Regions from separate parts of the Gossypium hirsutum genome. Here regions 2 and 3 are each linked to region 1. A link is a contact called in public Hi-C data. All regions are on one chromosome and are shown on one strand. The core of a region is the stretch at or near the end of the contact, and the rest is flanking DNA. Distances in the headings are between cores, read along the strand shown. Region 1 holds the start of LOC107922409 (copper methylamine oxidase). Region 2 has its middle 12 kb from the start of LOC107922586. Region 3 has its middle 8.8 kb from the start of LOC107921263.

Region 1 (3,437 bases), core at 545-3,044:
AATGGAGGAAAATCCTTAACAACAGCCTCACATTCAGCATATTCCATGGCATCCTATAATTTGAGAAGTAAAAGACACTGATTAACAAACATGTCAGTTACAGATTATCAAATAAGCTAAAAGCAAGAAAGATGATAGATGAGAAACACAAAACAGGTTAGCAGCAAATTAAACACAAATGCTATCCAACCCATATAGTAACTGATAAAGTAACTTATTGAATGAACATAATATCAGTGTTCTAGAAGCAGGGGTATAAATATTGATGTGAACCACAAAATGAAACCTGATTGAACCGATGGAAGACACATATTTACCATGGGAGGCTGGACATTTGGAACAACTTTAGACGAAATGACTTTGCCCCTATGGTGGCCTCCTCGAGTTGCAGCATGAACTTCTGACAATTCAACTATCCATATACTAGTCTCATTGGACCTTTTGTTGTAAACCACAAGTCTTGCTTTCCGTGGAGGAAGTTTACTAGGAATCACAGGTCCACCCTTTGTCCTAGGGAGTAATGAAGGCTGGAAAGGAGGAAAGAAATATGCATCTGCCAATGCAACAACATGCTTATCTGGTTCCACCAAAACCACCTCAATAAAGCGCATGCTATCTCTCACCTAAAGAAAGGGAAAAAATCATTTCTTTCATAGAAAATCAACATCAAACAATTTCTCCCTAAAATGATAGCATCAAGATTGAAGCAGGAAAACAAGTAAAAATATCCCTTTGTTTTTACCTCTGGGGTTGCTCCAGCTGCCCTTACAGTTGCCACCGCCACCGAGATTTCAGCAGCAGATAATGGATCCAGAGGATGGCTGGTCTGAGCCCTTGGCATGATTGAAATTCCTATGCAAACAAAATCACCAGTTTGTACATGAAATATATAATCAGATTATGGCCAGCCAATAGGATTGACAGAGAATCATTTAGATTATTTGATATTACATAAATAAATGAAGCAAGTCAAAAGCGTCTTCTTATCAATGCAAATCTGACATCAAGGAAATATAATAAGAAAAATCTTATCTATATAAAGAAGAAAAATGTTTAATTGCAAATAAAATGTTGTGAAGTGAAAGAAGGGGAAAAATCTTATGACAAGCAAGATTCTCATTTGATACCAAAAAGATTAAGACCTTTCTTTCTTAGACTTCAATTCAATTACACAGCTTTCTGAAACAAAGCCTCCCAGTTCTTACTAACTATTTAAAACAACTAAGAGCGATAAGGGAAAATAAGAAAGAAAATATATTGTAAATTTGTGTTGAATTATAAATAAAACTTAAAAGGAGAATTATCCAAGAAAAGTGTTTTAATTGAAGTTAAAAAAAACCTTTGCTGGTAGTAGTCTTAGTAGCAGGAGGATCGGCGATGGTCTCAGCAGGTCGGATCAGGGCTGCCATGGAAGCTGCCTTGGGGATGGGATCCTCGGAGGGAGCAGCAAGACTCCAGTTCTGCAAAACCTGAGCAGAGGATGAAGAAGAAGGAGAAGGGGTGTTGTTCTTGTGCGTCGCTTTTTCCTGAGTTGAGGCCATTGCAAAGGGTTAGCAACCTCACAGTATCCACCGTAGAAATTGTCACTGAAGTATTCTAGTGACATACAGCAAGTACTATGTCTCTGGTCTGGATTCTCAGTTTCTAACCTTCACTTCAAAATTAGGAAGCCAAATGGAAGAACAGAAAGTTTAAGACAAAAGGAGGAAATTGATTGGTTTTAAGACAAAGACAAGGGAGAAGTGGGCTTAGATGGGATTTCGATTGGCTTCACACTGCAATATGCCCATCACTTTTTATTACAGTACAATACAAAGTTGAAATACACGACAGCAGTCCTTGGTGGAAGTTGGTAGGATGTGGTGTGGGAAACACGAATTATTATTAATTAAAATATTAAAAAAATTGTATACTATAATAATGGGTACAATTTAAATAATAAATGCGATTAGCATGACTCAAACTCATGTCACACTTAAATAATTAATGAAATTATTATTAATATAATAAGATGGGACATAAATAGAAAAGCTATTTTAACACTATTAATTTACTATATAACATAACTATTAGTTAGGGTATAATATAAAAAAAATCTAATATATGATTTGATACTTAAATTTGACATTTCTTTCTAATGTAGTATGGATGTTAATCTGATATCTGTGTTTGACAAATGTTACATATTTTAATACCTAGAGGCAATAGTGTTAATTTTTTAATGTTTAATTTGAGTTTTAAGGTTGATTTAATGAAACTTAATTGCTAATATTATTAGCTAATTACAAATTTTCATCAAATTAACTCTAAAACTTGAATTAAACACTAAATATTTAACATTATTATCTTCCGATACTAACATATATAACTTTTATCAAATATAGGTAGGACACTGGACCAAAAACAACACATGTACTGCATAAAAAAATATCAAACTCATATACCAAATTATGCACTAACCTATAAAAAATTAATACAAATTTAACACAAATATACCAAAACATAATTGAAATAACTTATAAATTTTCAAATTTATATGAATATATAATATATTATACAATTATTGTCGAAACCGTTTTTTGAAAACAAAAATTTTAGTTGTCGACTTTAAAAACGAAAATGGGAGTCGCCACCGATCCTTGATTAAGGTGTGATCGGCTCACCTTAAAAATGATTTTGGTCTACGAAATTTGAGAAAATGAGTTCGGGAGTCAGTTACGCACAAGGAAGGATTAGCACCCTCGTGACGCCCAAAATCGGTACCAAATTGATTATTTAATGCCTTGGTGTCGAAAATTTGAAAAAAAAATTTAAAATAAGCTTGAATGATGAAATTTGCAAAAGGATAACCAATTATTCAAGTCATGTAAAGAAATCGAGTCCCAATACGTTAGGGTACAATTTCTCATAATCCCCGAACTTTGAATATCACTCTTATTTTATGCGAAAATCTTCATTTTGATAAAGTAACAGGCCACACCCAATACGTTAGGGCACGACAAGTTAAGTTCCCAAAAATGATTTTTATGCTCATGCATTTTGAATAAAGAATATTCTCGGTCATTTAAGATTGACAAAGAAAATCAGAACCCAATACGTTAGGGCTCAATTTCTCTCGAAAATCCCAAACTTCCAATAATGCTTTTATTCAAAAAAAAACCTTTAAATCAAGAAAATAACTTTGATGAATGGTTAAAACCAAAATATATTTTCAAAAGGGTATGTTAAAAAGTTAATATACAATATGATACAGATACTTTAATTTTAAATATATGTATATATGTATTTTCAAAATATAAGTATAAGACATAAATAAATTTTGAAAACGTGTATAAGCATATATTAAAACAGGTATATATAAGTATACGTATATAAAATAAAAATAAATAAATGAAATATATAAAACAAAACAAAAACCTATTATAATTCCTAAGAAA
Region 2 (3,437 bases), core at 592-3,091, 730 kb before region 1:
GTCTTCCTAGTTTTGTCTCCATAAAGAAGACCATTTGGGGATTATGTAACTTCAGCATCTGCCGAAGTCTTTTAACCGTCTGTAGTCTCCCTGAACCACGGACGTTCCAGCTTATTATTTTCATTGTGTCCGGTCGGCTTGCCTCTTGGCAGCCGCCGATGATAAAAGGTTGAATTCCACCTTTTTCCTATTTGTTGTACTTGTATTATCCCTTTCTGCATTGCTGAAAAGATCTTCCATCTCCCCCTGTTTTGTTTTTCCTTCCTCCCCTTCTAAGGTCTCATTTTCTAAATCATGTTCCATTGCCATATTTATCTGACTCAAACCAAATTTGCTTTCTCGCCATTCTATAGACGGCACCCCTCCTTCAATACTAAACCCCAGAATTGGGTCAATAATCTTTCCCCCTCATTCATTTGAACTTTCATCCCTATGTCTTGATTCTCCAGATCGATTCTCCCCCCATCTTCCCTTCCCTTTTCCTTCTTCCTCTTCTCGTAGCCATATACTATTCATTGAAAGGGCTCTTCGAGATTGCACTCACAATGATAAATCCCAGCCCAATTCTTCTGTATCTGCCCTTGTCATCATTTTTATCTCATAGAATGAATCATTATGCCCCAATCTTCCGCAGTAGAAACAAAAAAGCGATAACCGTTCATACTTAAACTTGACATATGACCTAACCACATTGCACAAATCTTGCTTCTTCCTTTTCAGAGGCTTCCTAACATCAATCTGTACTCTTACCCTCATATAATTACGATTTTCCTTTCCTAGATTTGAAGTATCATATTCTAGGAAAACACCTAAAAAATTACCCAGTTGGATTGCTAGCTTTTTAGAGAATAATCCAATTGGGACATCATGGATTAGAACCCAGAAAGGAGTAAATATTAGCGGCACTTTTAATGGATCTTCGCCTCTCCCCAACTTATTCAATGATGGCAAGTGGTTATTAAAAGTCCATGGTAGACCTTTTAGAACCCTTTCCATATCCATATTATGATCATAATTGGAACAAATACCTTTTTTCACCAGATCTCTAATTTGGACCCCATAAACAGGGTGCCACAGATTTGCCATAGTGCTTTTCATGGTGGAAAATGAATAACACTTGCTGTTAAGAAACATCCCACAAGCTGGAACTCCCCCACTCCACTTTGATTACCCGGATCTGCCTGAATCTGCAATATTTCTTCTTCTTCCTCATTAATCGATAATTGTGCTAATTCATTCTCCATGGCTACAGGTTGATAAACATAATAACACAAACACCCCTTTTTCAGATTTCAGGAAAAAAGATCAGAAGCAAAGAAGGCAATTGGTAAAACATAACACAAACGATTAAAGAAAAACAAAAACGTGCCAGCGGCGGCAGACCTAAACGTGCTAGGGGAGTAGACTCTTTATTTATTTTTATTAAAATAATTATATTTATTCTATTTCAAATTAGAAAATTTTACACATAAGAATGTGTAAAAATTACACATTTAAAACACAATTGATGGACATAATAAAATGTGCATAAAAGCAATCAAAATAAAACTTTGGTCAAGTGGTGAATTTAAGTTTTTACTAATACAATTAACTTAGGTTCAAATTGTATCATATGTATATTTTTATTGGGCTTGTAAAATAAAAAGATAAGTATCATCGAGTAAGATAACTTATTTTAAATATGAAAGGACATCAAATTAATTTTTTATTATACATCTTTTATGGTTTTTATTATTATTTTCAATTAGATCAAAATACATATTAAATCATTGATTCTAATTTTGACTTGGGCTATTCAAATGAACCTTTTGACTTGGTCTACCGCTTAGATACCCAATATTCTGGTTTCTAGTTTTGTCTCCCGAGATTAATAGCCCAACATGTAACCCTTGTAGGTGGTTTCATATAAACAAGATGACAAATTTTAAATTTTAAATTTTAGCAACTTTAGAATTTTGGGAAATCTGGCCTTTACCGAACCTTGCCCAAATTTGAGGACTGAAACTCTGAAGAAGGATCCACACATAGGGCAACATCGAAAGTCATCTCATTACCTTTTTGTTAATTGGATAACATGACATGTAAAATCATCTATGACTCAAAATTATGTTGCCCAAGTGGATTGGACGACAGACACACTTAGTTGGTTCTTCATCCACTACCTATTTGAAAAGTCTTCAACTCATAATTTCTCTTTCAAGTTCTAAGCTTAACAATAAAATCTCAAATCTAATTTGGACAACCATGAAAGTCATTAAATAACGATATTAGGAAGAACTTCAATAGAAATTTATAATGATTTTTTTTGTATGTATCAAAATTAAACAAATACTATAAAAACAGGTTATGTCTAACATTATTTATGGAAATAGGTTAAGATGAAGATTGGAGAGGGCTTGTGGCAGTTCGCATAGTAGATATGCGGAAAGTTTTTAGAGGGGTTTTAATGATAAAGACAAAGATGTCTAGAGAATTGAGGGGTCTTTTTTTGAAGTCTTCTCTTTGATGATATAACACGCTTTATATGCTTCTTACGATGGTGTCGGTTCATGGGTTTCGAAAGTTGTGTCATTACAAATTTTTGCATGTGTATTGGGATGTAATGAATGGATGTGTGTCACTTTCTACATATTTCCTGTTATGTATTGTCTTTTATCTGTTAGAAAAGTGTTTAGAAAACATATAAGAGTTGACGTAGCAGAATTTTTTAAAAGAAATTGAAAATGATTTTTATGGCGATATCTAAAGTAATAAATTTGATAAAAATTAGTACATGTGTTTCACGGCTCAGGATGTATATCCAAATTACGAAAGGTTATAGGAAAGTGTTTAAATTTTTTGATTAACTCAAACAAAATTCAAAATTTTCAAGTTTTCAACTGAATAATCTTTTCTATTATTCTCAAACTCTTAGATGCTTAGGAAGTTGACACTAACTCAAGGAGCTTTACACAAGAAAAAATTTGAAACTTCAAAAGAGGGAGAAGTCAAAATCTCTATGTATCCTGAAATAGAAATTTTAACTTCTAGACACAAATTACAATCATTAGATATTACAATTATAATTCTCACAAAGTTAAAATTCAAACTCAATAAAATAAAATTTATTTGAGTATAAAAAAATTTACTTAAATATACTTTCAATAACCTTTTACAGAGTTTTCCCTAAGAAAATGATGCATATGAATTTTGGCTAGGTATTTCTAAAGGGATATACACAAGAGTTCAATTCCCATTCAGAGTTCTTACTTAATTTAGGGAAGTTTTAGTCCAAGTAGGACTTTACAGAGGTACAAAGTTGGCGACATACATGGGAAATTACTCTCATTACCGTGGCATGCTATGATCCACTGGTCTAGTCGAATCCGTTCCACTTTTCAAGCTTTTTTCTATAAATAAGAAAAACCAAGATTGAATATTTAATTAATTAAAGAATT
Region 3 (3,437 bases), core at 522-3,021, 640 kb before region 1:
TGCATAGAAAGCGTGCCTGATGTCATAAGCAAAGCACTTGTGTGCATTATGGATTCATTTCTAGTCTTCTTATGGTAGGACTCTTTGCGTGGTATTTCAAGGGGTTTGAGTATCGGACTTTTTGTTTTTTTGCTAGGATTTATTAAGGGTGAAGTGTATAAAATGGTGGTAATAAAAATATTAATGAATTTTTTTATGTTAAAAAGTGGACAAAAAAGTGTTATGCTCTAAAAGTGAAGCTACTGAACAAGAAATTGTATGATGGTATGCAATTGTTAAACATTTGGTAAACAAGATAGTAACGTTATGTTAAGCCTTAACTAACAGGAAAAGCGAAAGCCTTTAATGAAAATATAAGCATGTTGTGATACTCAGTAACATTATGTTGAGCCTTAACGAACCGATGATGTTGTTTCATCGAACTCTTTTTTTTTTAGTGTTTCTGGGGAACGGGGCTACCTGGTAACGCCACATTCATTGGAGCCTCCCCCTCCCCCTTATTCATGCATGCAACCTAGAAAATAGTAAAATAAAAGAAGGAAAACCAAGGGTTTACCTTCGATTAGATGAAAAGGCCATGCCGTTTTTTTTATTTTCTTTTTAGGGTTTTTCTCTTTTTTAAACTTTGACTGACATTGATCTTTTATATTGTTCTTTTAATCTGTATTATTTTAATCATGTTTTTGATTCATTTGTAAACTTGTGTTTTGACCCTAAAAATCATTTCAAAACGTGTTGTTTTCATTTTGAATCACTTTTACTGCAAGTATTATTTGCTGTACTGTTGATTCTGATTGGCTGAGAGAGGTTTGCCATTCCTCACAGCACAAAATTTTTAGGGTTCTAGACTCTAACTGCAATCTTGAAATAGAAATGGACTTTTGGGAATTTCCAAAAATGGACTCAAAACAGATTTAATCATATTAAAATTGAAACAAATCTGGGTTTGAATTTAATTTGAAAATAAATTTGGGTTTTAAAAGATTGTTTTAAACCAAATTAGACTGGGCTTTGAGAAACAAATTAATTTGGACTTTGAGAAGAAAAATAGACTGTGCTTTTGAAAATTATTTAAATTGGCATTTTCCCAAAATTATGCCTAATAAAGTATTTTGAAAATCAGAAATGATTTTATTAATTATATTTTTTAACATTACAAATTTTAACAAAAAAAATGCTATTATTTTTTTTCAAAAAAAGCCAACATAAGTAGATATTCAAATATTCACCTACTTCATGCCAAAATTTCAAAACTTAAATTAAATTAAACTAAAAAGAATTTAAAATTGATTTCAGTTTAATTGAAACCATACATAAACATTCTATCTTAATTTAGCTTTTAATCTAATTCCAAATTTAACATTAAATTGATAACAGTTTAATTTAAAATTGAAATAATCACCCTATAGTTCCTCAACCATTTTAAAATTCAAATCCAGATAATGAGGTCGGGTCGGGGCAAAATTTGATATCTACAGAACTCGAATGGAAATGGATTGATGGTGATGCTTTTCCACTCTCCGCTGTCGATGGCTATTCGACTTCGGTAGGAGGAGTCTCTAGTGGAAGCTTTTAATGATAATTTTTCGGAAGTGGAGACTTGTAGTAAAGAGGCAGGGGAATGTTAGTACAATGGTTGGATATTGGTTTTGACGATATAGCAGGTTCTAATCCTTTAATTCGCAAAGGGGATACTTTGATAATGTTAATGGGGCATTGAAAAATTGAATTTGGGGTTGGATTGGTATGGGATGGGGCCATGGGCTTTCATGATGGAGGGGTTCGTGATTCTGTTTCTTTACAAGCATTGGATGATATAAGGAATACGGGTTTGGCTTTGGATGGCCAAATGAAAAATGGGAAGGCTCATTTTGGTGTAGTTGATTCTAGTCTTAGATGAAACCTTTTTCAGTTGCTAATGGGGTTAGTGATAATCATGTGATTGTGGAGAATCATAGAATTAAAACAAGAAAATTTAAATCCCTTTTTGAAATAGAAGAAAGGAGGAATGCTGAACTTGATATTAGATAATAAAAAAAAAAACAAAAAGGGAAGGAGATAGAAGATAAATTTCCAAAGCCTAATTCTTCTAGGGAAGATTGCAAACGGCTCGCTCTCTAACTCAGTTTTCCATAACTGCAAAAAGATTTTGTGGAGAGAAACTTCTGAGGGAGTTTGGGAAAAAAATGGGTTTGAGGGTAGGGATGGATCCATATAATTTTATTTTAAGGGGTGAAATTTTTAAATTCGAACGACTTTTTTTTTAATGTAAAATGTATCAATTAAAATTTTTTTATCAAACAAATTAATTTAATGTTTTTCAAAAGGTATGAACAATTTAATTGTAAAAAATAAAAGACACTATATAAAATTAAATATTTATTTTCAATTTACAAAAAAAAAACTAATACTTGGCATTAGTTCTAGGCATCCTAAATTGCACCATTCGTTTTTTCATAAGATTGAACTCATCAATAATAGAATCTGTTGAAAATTCTCGAGCTATCTTTTTTTAATGTATGCCACCAAGTAAGTTGAAAAAAATCATCCCCCATTCTGTTGCGAAGTCTTATATTCACAATTTTCATGGCTGAAAATGCTCGTTTAATCATTGCAGTAGACACAAGAAGAGTTAGCACAACATGAATAATTCTATCAAGAAGAGGATAAATTCTTGATTTATTTGTCTTAGCTAGCACTTGACACAACTCAGCAACTGTAGAAGCTTTCTGCAACTTTGTGCTTTGATGAGCATCAAGTTGAAAAAGTTCCAATTGACTCTTCATGTGTAGTTTTTCTTGCTCGTAAAATTGTCCAGATAAAAATCATTCATAAGCTTGCAAATATCTTCCACACAAAAAGCTTTGTAATTATCGCGTGGACCCAAAGCAAAGCTAATAACAAGTAACTCAACTACCTCATCATTAAAGCGAGAATTCATTTCTGTTAACAATGAATCGATACCAGTAATGAATATATCAAACCGATATTGATGCTCAATTGTTAGGTTATCTACCGACCTCAACCAGCTTTACAAGAAACACTTTATTTGGGGACTTCTATCTCATTATCTTTACAAAATAAGTTCACTTTCTCAAACAAAGGATCTCACCCATGTTTTCTGAGTTTCTGGAGAAACGTTTTAGTTGATGACACCAGTTACATCGTGTTTAGTATATCCTGCGATTTATACTACAATGCTTGACAGAGATCATCGGTTATTCCAAGCATGTCTATCATTAAATACAAGATGAGAACAAATTCAACGGATGTCATTGCATCATATATACCACTAATAATAGAAGGTTGAGGAACCGATGGATCATTATTGCTTTCTAACACTCTTTTTTTGAAAAAAGATTCGATCTTTTTGTTGACCATAATTTAAATGAAAAATCTTATTATAATATTATATTAAATAACAGCACATTAGAAAA

What was found. Hi-C and Micro-C count contacts between places; a contact is called where the count stands out from the background.
Region 2: a Hi-C map of leaf shows a contact between it and region 1, with 2.7 times the contacts expected there. The contact joins the enhancer-like site here to the promoter of LOC107922409 in region 1. A contact is called at or near these places in 2 of 34 Hi-C or Micro-C datasets (both in leaf).
Region 3: a contact with region 1 is called in a Hi-C map of leaf, with 2.5 times the contacts expected there. The contact joins the enhancer-like site here to the promoter of LOC107922409 in region 1. A contact is called at or near these places in 2 of 34 Hi-C or Micro-C datasets (both in leaf).

The regions. Positions count from the first base shown.
Region 1 is chrD01:51,310,944-51,314,380 of Gossypium_hirsutum_v2.1, reverse strand. LOC107922409 (copper methylamine oxidase) reads right to left here and starts at 1,794. Exons shown (of 12, transcript XM_016852438.2): 1 at 1,340-1,794; 2 at 743-852; 3 at 318-623; 4 at 1-53. The coding sequence starts at 1,541.
Region 2 is chrD01:52,041,650-52,045,086 of Gossypium_hirsutum_v2.1, reverse strand. No RefSeq gene overlaps it. Among protein-coding and RNA genes, the nearest start is that of LOC107922586, 12 kb to the right of the region's middle. Within about 2 kb of position 1,841, at least 9 of the 9 cell types and tissues checked have an H3K27ac peak or open chromatin away from gene starts, as enhancers often do. A contact at or near this core is called in leaf, where this site is marked.
Region 3 is chrD01:51,952,260-51,955,696 of Gossypium_hirsutum_v2.1, reverse strand. No RefSeq gene overlaps it. Among protein-coding and RNA genes, the nearest start is that of LOC107921263, 8.8 kb to the left of the region's middle. Within about 2 kb of position 1,771, at least 3 of the 9 cell types and tissues checked have an H3K27ac peak or open chromatin away from gene starts, as enhancers often do. A contact at or near this core is called in leaf, where this site is marked.